2 separate regions of the Cricetulus griseus genome follow, and region 2 is linked to region 1. A link is a contact called in public Hi-C data. All regions are on one chromosome and are shown on one strand. The core of a region is the stretch at or near the end of the contact, and the rest is flanking DNA. Distances in the headings are between cores, read along the strand shown. Region 1 overlaps Septin9 (septin-9). Region 2 overlaps Septin9 (septin-9).

Region 1 (5,259 bases), core at 910-3,409:
CAGCAGTCAAGACCCAGAGAGCGTCCAGCGCTTGCTTGCTGACATGCTAGGGTAGGGGAGTCCGGCAGTTGTGCTGCTCTGGAGGGATGGATGGGAGGCAGTGCCGGCCAGTGGGCAGGCAGATAGAACCCTTGCTAACCTGGGGAAGGATGAGCCTGAGTGCCTAGATGTGTTGTTGCCATGGGAAGCTGATGGAGTGTGTGGGACTGGAGTCCCCACTGCTGGGTGAGCAGAGTGACCCTGCGCTGTGCTGCCTGTGACTCTGCTGGGTGAGCAGAGTGACCCTGCGCTGTGCTGCCTGTGACTCTGCTGGGTGAGCAGAGTGACCCTGTGCTATCCTGCCTGTGACTCTGCTGGGTGAGCAGAGTGACCCTGCGCTGTGCTGCCTGTGACTCTGCTGGGTGGTTTTGCTGCATGTCCAGGATGGGAGACTGGCATATCCCAGCACATAGTGCCCTCGTGTTAAGGGTAGACTTTAGCTGACTCTGGGCAGCTCACTCAGGGCTCATCAGTTAGTTATCCTGGGGATGGGATAGGCCTCTTTCTGGTTGCAATGAGCTGAGTGTTGACCCCAGGGAGGAGATTAACAGCAAGCCTCTAAGAGATTGCACACCTTGGCCTCCCCTTTCTCTGGGGTTTCCTGAAGCCATGCCAGGGTGCAGGCTGCAGGGTGTCTGACCTCCAGGAGCTGGCACTTCCATTTCACAGTCCAACTGCTCAGGCCTGGGGTCCTCTGAGCCCCCTGGGCTATCCTTTTTGTCTTCCTGGCTCTGAGCTCCACGCTGGGTGTTCATTGCCTTGAATAGCACCCAGCTCTCCTGGGACTTCTGGGACCCAGCGCAGGCCCTTTGTGGCCACCCAAGGAGCCTCAGGTGCAGAGACAGGCAGGATCTTGTCATTTCCCTGTCCTGGAGCCAGACAGGGCAGCCAGGACAGTAGCCTGTGTCCTGCTTGGCTTTCTGGGAGGCCAGCCAGCTGATGTGGCCCAGGGGACTGGGAGGAGCCCCTTGCTTTGTCTCTTCATTTCCAGATTTGAGAGGGCCTCCAGAGGAGTGGGTGGAGGGGCTGAGGTGGGGCAAGCCAGGGTTAGAGAAAGAGGCCCAGAGAATTTAGAAAATGTCTGTCCTTACCACTGGGCCCGCTGTCCCTGGGAGCCAGGACTGCCACTGATGGGTGGGAAGGTGATACCCGTGAAGCTGGATCCAGGAAAGGAGTCCTGTCTCTGACACCAGCCATTTTCCAGGTCAGGTAGTCAAGACCCAGAGAGCTCCAGCCACCTTCCCACAGCCCACAGGGGAAGCCTTGTACACTCCTGGTTTCTTCTGTGTGGCTTTCGATTCTGTGCGGATGGGCAGCCTCCTGGGGCAGAAAGCTCTTGTTTCCAGTAGCATCTCCGCCTGCAGGGAGAGTGTCCCCAGCTCTGCTGTCCCTTGGCTCTGCTCACCCTCCTCTGGTCCAGTGCTAGGGACCCAGGTGGGAGACCCAAACACTAAAGGTTATACTATGTCTCCATAGTATAGGTCCTTCTTCCTGCCACCTGGCTGGAGACCACTCAGGAGGACCATACGGCACCATCATGGCAGCCTCTCTGAAAGGTTTGTTACCACATAGTGGGATTCCTCAATAGCAGGCATGGGGACCTGAATTCTATGCCCAGAATCTATGAGAAAAGCCAAGCATGATAGCACAGGGGAGGCAGAAATGGGCATATCCTTGGAGCCCGGTGGCTAGACAGCCCGGCCTACTTGGTGAACCCCAGGCCAGTGAGAGACACTCTCTCTTAAAAACAAAGTGCTTGGTGGTACCCTGAGGCATGACACTTTTGGTTGTTCTCTGGCCTTCGTTGGCACACACTGAAGAAGTATGTCCCCTAAAGGGACCCATGTTGCAGAGGCTGGGTCTTCATGGGGTATGGGCATAGAGGTGGAACCCCTCTTCGCTATCTCCCAGACTCTGCACCCTGAGACCCCGAAGCCCTCAATGAGTGGTCTCTCCTGCTGCTCATGTCCCCCCATTCATGCTGCAGACACTGCCAGGGAGCCCGCGGATGTTTGGACTCAGGGATTTGTGTTTGAACAGCCATGAGAGGAGAGAATGAGTAAGAGAGCGTGGGGGAGGTCAGAGGGAGGGGAAATGGCCTGGAAAGTCCAAACATGTGTTTTAGGAGCAGGTGCCAGCATGACATCATCAGGAGGGTGGCTGAGGGCCCGAGTCTAGCCCAGCCCAGTAGAAGCTGGCCTTGGCTTTGTTCTGCCATGCTTAGCACATAGAGGTTTGTTTCCATTTTAGGGACAGCTTGGGAGCCTGTCTTCTCACTCTTGACCACATTAATATTTCATTAATTCTGAGTGCTTGCTGTGTTCCTGCATGTTCCAAGTGCTAGGTGGTTGTTGAAGAGAAGGCTCAGAGAGAGTGAGTCACTGGCTCCAGGCCACACAGCTTGGAAGGTTTGATGCCACGCCTCAGCTGGCAGGTGAAGAAGCTTGCGGTTTCAGGCTGTATGAGGGGGTAGCCTCTGCTTGGCCTCCTTGGCCCAACTGGGAGGATCCATGGACATTCCAGCAAGTGCTAGCCACACTTCTGTGGCCCTTAGGATAGCTGACAGGAGGCAGAGATACAGGGAACAGCCCAGCCTACTTGGACACAATTGCATCTTGGAGACACACTTCAGCTGCTCTGTGAGGCTGCAGCTTCCTGAACTGCGCGGCCTGCTCATCCTTTGTGTCTCTTGCTTTGTTCTGGACCCTCTTCTGTGTCCCCCAACCCCACCCTCTATCCTCAAGGCAGACTTGGGCCCTGCCAGTCAGGACAGGGTTAGAGGTACTCCTCCACTTGCCATATTTTCTGCTGACTTTGTAGTGTTCGGCGTTGGAAGTCTCTTTTATGACTCAGTTGATGTGTCTATAAAATGGGTTGACAGGCGTCTTCCTGCCTCCTAAGACTTTGGGAAGAATCTGGTGAGAGGCGTTGCTGGAAAGTTCTGTGCACTGACAAGTTTTCCGGCTGGCTGTGGCTTGGTTGGTAGAGTGCTTTGCCTAGCGTGCCAGAGGCCCTCCGTTCAGTCCCCAGAACTGTGTAAATGAGCGTGGTGGCCCCAGCACCGGAGGAGTGGAAGCAGGAGGGTGGACGTCCAGGCTGCTCCTTGACTGCGGAGCAAGTTTGAGGTCAAGTTTGAGGTCAGCCTGGGCTACACGAGACTCTTGTATTTAAATAAATAAGTAAAACACAGTGCTTTGCAGAGCGATGCTGAGAGGCAGTAGTTTGCTGGAGCCTGGAGCCAGCTGAAATCTGGGTCCTTCTGGAGCCTGGGTGCTGAGGGAGGGCTGAAGTTAGTGCTGGCTCATTGCCCAGGAGGAAGTGGGGGAAGCCCACTCCCTCAGATCCCTGCCTGTCAGGATGGGAGCCGGCCTAGATTCCCCTTGGTAAGGAAGAGTTGAGTGACCAGGTCCTGTGTGGGACTGAGAGTCTCAGCCTGTCCGTGCACAGTGGGACCGGGGCCACAGTGAGCTCTTCCCCAGCCCACTCCCTCAGCAAACTGTTCTTGGTGACCTGCACTCCCCAAGGGCCCCCCTGGCTCACACCATGCAACCCAAGCATGGGAAGAAGAGCCCAGCTGGGAGACCATGCTGGACCGGGGGTGGGGTGGGGGCGCGGCTGAGTCTACAGGACCCACTGGCCTCCCAGGAAAACCAGCTGCGCGGGAAGCAAGCCAGCGGCTCCAGAAGTCTGTGTGATACAGGCTGGACTCTGGGTTTTTTACTGTGATCCACTCCTTTCGTGGTTCAGAGTTGCCATGCCTAGTCACTGACCGACTTGAGACCTGTCTGTGTGAGGCTGCCTCTCAGGTCCAGCCCTCCCCATCTCACTGTTGTCTCCTGCACCTTCTGGTCTATGCCAGGGCAGGCTGAGTAGTATCCCAGTGGTAGGAAGCAGCCTCTGGCCCCTCCCATGTGTGACTGTCCTCACTCACTCGGCGCTGCCCTCTGCAGTCTTTCCTTCACAGTGGCCACCATAGCCCCACCACGCTGCAGCCCCAGGAGAGCTATCCAGGCGATTTGTGTGACGAGCGCCCCCTGGCAGTGTGTAGTGGTATCACACCATTGTGACTGAGGTGCCTCCAGGGACACAGAGGCTTGTCTTTACAGCTGGTGTTTGCATGCCTGAATGCCTGCACCTTGCTGCAGATAAGGGGCCTATCCTTGGCTGCTTCACTCTGGTCCTGGCTTCACTGCCATGGCCTCAGAGGGAGGGCCCTTCCTTCCAGCCAGTACAGCCTAAGTCCCTGCCTGCGGAGACTGCGAGCAGCGAGGAGTGCCTGCCAGCCCCGTTATTCGAATCTTATTTTTACCTTTTATTTAGTGCGCGTGCCACAGCACACATGTGGAAGGCAGAGGGTAGCTAATCGGAATCAGTCCTCCTACTGTGTGGTTCCAGAGATCCAACTCCAGGGTCAGGCTTGGCCACAAGCAACTTCACCCTCTGAGACCTCTCTCTGGCCCTGCCGTCTGGGGGGGCAGGGGATGTTAGCTTGCCATTCGTTCCCCGTGTGGAAAAGAAACTGCTGTGGGAACCTGAAGAAGCAGCCAGAGAGGGCATGCTGGCAGAAGCAGCAGGTTTGTGTGCCTGCCATTGGGGAGATGGCAGAGGGGCCTTTCGGGTAGTTAAGCCGCTATGGCTGTGGTGGATGAGTTGCTGGGGGTCAGTTAGCACTGGGGGTAAGACAGGCTGTGGCCACATGGGTGTATGTGCGTGAACCCGGCACGGGCCTCCAGTGAGAATCACATTGTGTGTGAGGGATGGTGCGAGCATGCCCTTCTCCCTGCAGCAGCCCCTAAATCGTGAATGAGGATGGTGATCGTGGAAACGCTTTGCATGGGGTGGACAGAGGCGGGAAAAGGAGCGGGGCAGCAAGGGCCTGCTGCTACCAATCAGAGGGGATTGGGAGAGCACAGAGGGAGGGCGAGGAGGCTCTAGAACTGCAGAAGAGGCAAATGCTGGGTGGCATGACTACAATCCCTGTACTTGGGAAGCTGCGGCAGGAGAATTGTGAATTTGAGGTTAGCTTGTAATACATAGAGACACCCGACCTCAAAAAAGAGAGAGAAAAAAAAAAAGCAAACACTGCTACCTTCCCCACATCCCACCATTCAGGGATGGAGGGTAAGCTGTCCCAGGCCACATCTGTGGAATCCTCTGGATCCAGCCCTCCAGGGACTCTCGAGACCTCTGCTAGCTTCAGTGACTGATGAGCTGGAAGAG
Region 2 (5,088 bases), core at 216-2,715, 53 kb after region 1:
GTCTCCCAGGTGACTCCAAAACTAGCTGAGTAACTGTCAATCACCTGCCCACTGTGGGTAAGGCTTTCTGGAAGCTGTTGGCGTTGCTGGATAAGAGAGGAGCAGTTTTCTTCTCACTGGACATTGAACGTCCTTCTCTTTTCTGCAGTTGAGAACACCACTCACTGTGAATTTGCCTACCTTCGGGATCTCCTCATTAGGTAAGTCAGCCATCGGCTCTGAAGACTCCTTGGGAAGACCTGATGGGTGGGCAGAGGCTCCCACCCTGCTGGCAGCTGCCTGTTGTCAGCCCTGCCCTCAGGAACCCATTGTCTAAAGCTGAAAACCAAACCAAACCCTCTTGGGAATGAGCAAAAAACAAAAACAAAAAAAAAAATGGGAATTGTTTTTAACCTTATGAAGTCACCAGGATGAGAGGGGCTGAATTTTGGTCCCCCATGGTCGTCTAAGCCTGCTAAATTCAGCTATCGCTATTAAGGGCACAGCCTGGACTATATGTCTCAAAACAAACAAAAGAAAAATATCATAATGAAACCTATTTTGTATAATGAAAATCTATTAAGAGGAAAAAAGATGCAGGGCAAGGGATCTGGGGTGGGACTTCCAAGAACAAACCTTACCACCTTAGGGACTCCTGGCCCTTCCGACTTCCCCTTCCCAAATAAAGGGGAGTGGCAGTCTGCTGTGTGGGTCAGTGGTAGAGCTTGCCTGGCAGGCTTAGGGTCCTGGCTCCCACCTGCAAAAAGAAACTAGGAAACAACAACAACAACGACAAAACTCAGGAGGGATGGCAGGGTGGATATCTCTGGGGACTGAGGTCACCTGCTGCCTCCTGCTGGCCACAGCATAAACTTCTGTCTTGGAGCACGAATACCCCAGTGCTGCCCACTGGTGGGGCCTTGGGACCTTTCAAGTTTGTGTTTTTAGTGCTCAGCCCTCCACCCCTGTGCAGACCCTGACTAGCCAGTGTGGACCCAGGGAGAAGGGGTGTGGATTAGAATGTGAGCTACACAGGGCGGACCGACTCTGCCTGGGCCTGCTGTGTGTACACCAAGAGCCTGCGGGCTGCCTCTAATGCCGGGAGGGAGGAGCAGGTGGTTGTGACCCCAGGCAGGCTAGGTGGTCACCCCCGTGCTGGCCGAATTCCCTGCAGGACACACATGCAGAACATAAAAGACATCACTAGCAGCATCCACTTCGAAGCCTACCGTGTGAAACGCCTCAACGAGGGCAACAGCGCCATGGCCAACGGGGTTGAGGAGAAGGATCCAGAAGCCCAGGAGATGTAGACGCCATCCCGCCCCTGGACCCCACCCCCAAATCTTCTCATCCTCCCTGGCCCACCTACCCACCTACCCTGTCTTATTTTATATAGTCGTCTCCATTTGTCACCCGCCCCTTTCTCTTTCCACACTCTGCCCAGTAACAAGGGAGGGCTTATCTTCCAAGTGTGCTCTTATTGGCTGCAGCAGCAGGGTGGGCGGGACTACATCCTGTGCTTGCCTCTGTGCCCTGCTGGGAAGGCTAGACCAGACTCAGCCCCTCCTGAGGGCTTACAAGAGCTGTGTGTCCATGCCCACTCCAAGTTTTGAGCTGAAGTCTATAGCAAGTCCCCATGGCCACAGCCTCAAAAGCAGGCTGCACCCAGGGGAGGATGGAGCTGGCCAGATAGTCCTGGAGCCCCACCTGTCCCTCTACGAGTGTGGGTCCTTGTTCATAACGCCCTCAGCTGCCTGCTCCCCAAGGAAGCTAAAGACATCCACAACCAAAGCTGCCAATCACTTAGACATAGTGACAACCATGCCCCTTCTCTCTCAAGCTTGTCCCAGAGCAGAAAGTGCCTTGATCCACAAGAACCAGTCCCCTCTTCCCAGACGAAATGCGGGGAAGCACGGGAGAGGAGTTGTCTCTTCCCCTCCCCTGGATCTCCTTCCCCTGTGCTGTAGACTCTGCTACCGGGCTTTAATTATAAAAACAAGGCAGGAAAGATGGCCCCACCCCCACCCCAGAAGGTGGAGCTGAGGGAGGGAGCCACGGAAGGAGGGCGGAAAGGTGCATGGCAGCTGCTCTGCCTGCCCGGTGCCAGGGGAAAGGGTCCGGGTTTGACCGGATTTGCTCTGTCTACATTGTCTCCAGTTGCCTCCCCCCCCCCCTCCCCCCCCCCACCTCCCCACTGCTCAGGCTGGAGCCTTGATTCAGTGACTGCGCTGGGTGGGAGCCAGGAAAACCTGACCATTTTGCTGTCTTCATGTGCCTAGTCCCGTGTGTCCCAGAACCCATCATAACACCCCAAGGGCGTCAGAGATGGCTAGCCAGACCAAGGGGCAAGGTTTCATAGCAGAGCCAGGCCTCCTCATCTTCTCTCAGAGAGAACTGTTGGGACCATCCATGCACAGCTGACCAAAGCCAAGCCCTTTCTGTTTGCCCACCATTCTTGTCCTGTCTCTGGGAGGAGTTTGGTGAGTGTAGACAGCTTGGACCAGCTTGGGGAAGGTGTCTCTACAGACCCTGGGCTAGCTTGCAGCCTAGAAGTGCGGTGGGAGGGGGGGGATGCACAGATGTGGGGTGCTCGTGGTTTCCCTGTATTGGGTGTCTACTCCCCCACCCAAGCGTGGAAGGCCCCTCAACGAGCCCTGTAGCCGAACAGTTCGCTTGCCAGCTTGCCAAGTTCTTTTGCCAAAAATCAGGACTTTGAAGGAAATCTTCAGCATGCTGGACCCCCGGGCACCTTGGCCTTCCCCAGCCCCAGTGTCCCTGGGGACTCAGCAGCAGCCCAGTGTCATCAGGGTGACATGTGCCTCTGTAACCAGCCACTGAAAACTGTTCGTCTCACCAGGCTGTTCCACTCGGCCTTTCACTGGGGGCCTCTTGGGGGGAGGGGTGCCTCTTTTTGTATAAATAACAAAGTGTCGAAGTGTATTTCCTGAAATAAATGTTTCAAATACAAACTGGCTCGTTCTGGAATGGCAGTGGGTTCTCTTGGCTTGAATTTGTCTGGTCCATTAACGGGTTTAACAGGTGGATGGAGGCTCCTGCTGGAAGAGATGGGGCTCTGTGAGACCCTGAATTCAAACTTGCAGTGGCTCAGTGGGGACAAGTGCTCTTCCAAATAACTCAGTTAACTGACCCACTCAAGTGGTTCACAACCGCCTGTAGTCCAGCTCCAGGGGGATCTTGCGCCCTCTTCTGGTCTATGATGGTACCTGTACACATATATACACATAAATACTAATAAATGTTATTGTTCCAGGCCCTATGAACAGTGTTACTAGAAGAGAACTAAACCATATACGGTTCCAGAGGCCTGGCTGAGCCAACTGGGATGGAAAGGGGGAGGAGCCTGGCCTTGGCTCCTTTGTGTGTGCGCTTTAATGTCCAATAGTTCCTGTGACAAATGACCACAAACCAGGTTCCCTACAATAGCAGAAGTCTACATTCCCATAGTTCTGGAAGCCCTGGATCAAGTGTTGGAATGACCCTGCTCCATCCACAATCCCGAAGAGAGAGCCCTCTGCTCTCCCTGATCCTAGAGACTGCATTGCTCCTGGCTCCAACCCTGTCTTCACACACCCTCTCCTGTATGTCTTGAGAGATGCTCTCTTTAGATGTAGGGGTCACTTTGGCCCAGGATAATCTCATTTTACATCTTGAATTACATCTCCAAAGATCCTGTTTCCAAATTGGGTTTTAGTCTAAGGTTCTGTGCAGGCGGGAATTTGGGCCCTTACCACCTCACCATAAACCCTTCCTGCATCTTGGGGTTTCCAGAGCTGCGTGGCCAGCATGAGAAGAACTCAAGGCTCTTTTGGCGTCACCAAGCCGAGTGGTCTAAGGAGTGACTCCACCTCTCTGGTCTACCCATGCTCTTCTGAAGGCCACCTGGTGACAAATGAATTTCAGTGACAAATGAGTTGATGGTCAGTGGCCTCATGGGTTCTTTACATCAAGATCCCGAGCTGTGGGTTCGACTGCTTATGGCACTGATGGGTCAGGTCCATGGAGCCAGCTTGCTTGAGTTCCCCAGTTATAAGGCCTTGGCAGGAAACCTAGGCACCGTGGAGGCCAGAGGACAGCCTTGGTTGTTTTGTTTTTTTGTTTTTATTTGAGACAGGAGCTCTCATTAGCTTGGTGCCTACAAGCACATGGGTTTGTCTGGCTGACCAGTGAGCCCTCCGGATCTGCCAGTTTTTACCTCCCCAGTGCCTAGATTAAGTGCTTGCCTCCATGCTGGACTTAACTGGTTCTGAGGATCCAAGACCAGGTCCTACTGCTTTCATAACAAGCAACTTAAGCTGGCTTCTACACACACACACACACACACACACACACACACACACACACACACACACGTTTTATTTCATGTGTCTGTGAACTGGGCATGTGCTGGAGGAGGCCAGAAGAGGGTGTGGATCCACTAGGACTGGAGTTACAGACTACCATGTGGGTACTGAGACTAGAAATCAGATCAGAACCTGAATCCTCTGGAAGAGCAGCCAGTGCTCTTAACCACTGAGCCATCTCTCCAGGCCTCTCATTTCTAAACACTACTTTCTGGCCGCAAGTACAGCCTTCAATATGGAAAATGCCAGAAAGAAATTACACAATAGAGAAAATATCTCCATTCACATCCAGTAATGCTGCCTAGCTCGGATGCTGGGACATGGCCTCGGGCTCTAGGAAAGGTTTGAGAAGCTGAGGCAAGAGTATCAGGAGTTTGAGGCCACCACAGTTCCCAACCCCCAGCCAAATCCCTGGGTCTTCTGCCCAGAAGGGTTCCTCAGCCACTTGAGTGTCCCCCTATGGCGTCCCCCTATGCCTCCCCCCTCCTCTTGCCTCTTGGAAGGAGGAGCAGGGAGCGGAATCTTGTCCCTGTCATCATCCCCCGTATGCCCCATCCCCTCACTGCCCCATGCAGCACTTTGGGAAGCAGCGTAAGACTGAGGTGCATTTCCTGAGTCTGAATAGAAATATTTTCCAGATCCTCCTCTGCCCAGAGCACAGAGGGGAGGGGCCTGCGCAGTAGCAGAGCCTCACCCCTTATGAGGGATTCTGGCGGGCACCACACCTACACAAGGTGGCAGTCACTCT

Evidence for each region. Hi-C and Micro-C count contacts between places; a contact is called where the count stands out from the background.
Region 2: a contact with region 1 is called in a Hi-C map of the CHK-Q cell line, with 2.7 times the contacts expected there. The contact joins two enhancer-like sites. A contact is called at or near these places in 3 of 8 Hi-C or Micro-C datasets (the CHK-Q cell line, the CHO-K1 cell line and liver).

What each region holds. Positions count from the first base shown.
Region 1 is chr7:129,868,417-129,873,675 of CriGri-PICRH-1.0, forward strand. The region is part of intron 2 of Septin9 (septin-9); the gene reads left to right. Among named protein-coding and RNA genes, the nearest start is that of Septin9, 79 kb to the left of the region's middle. Within about 2 kb of position 2,160, at least 2 of the 6 cell types and tissues checked have open chromatin away from gene starts, as enhancers often do.
Region 2 is chr7:129,922,001-129,927,088 of CriGri-PICRH-1.0, forward strand. Septin9 (septin-9) reads left to right here. Exons shown (of 12, transcript XM_027425556.2): 11 at 149-200; 12 at 1,154-2,952. The coding sequence ends at 1,289. Among named protein-coding and RNA genes, the nearest start is that of Septin9, 130 kb to the left of the region's middle. Within about 2 kb of position 1,466, at least 1 of the 6 cell types and tissues checked has open chromatin away from gene starts, as enhancers often do.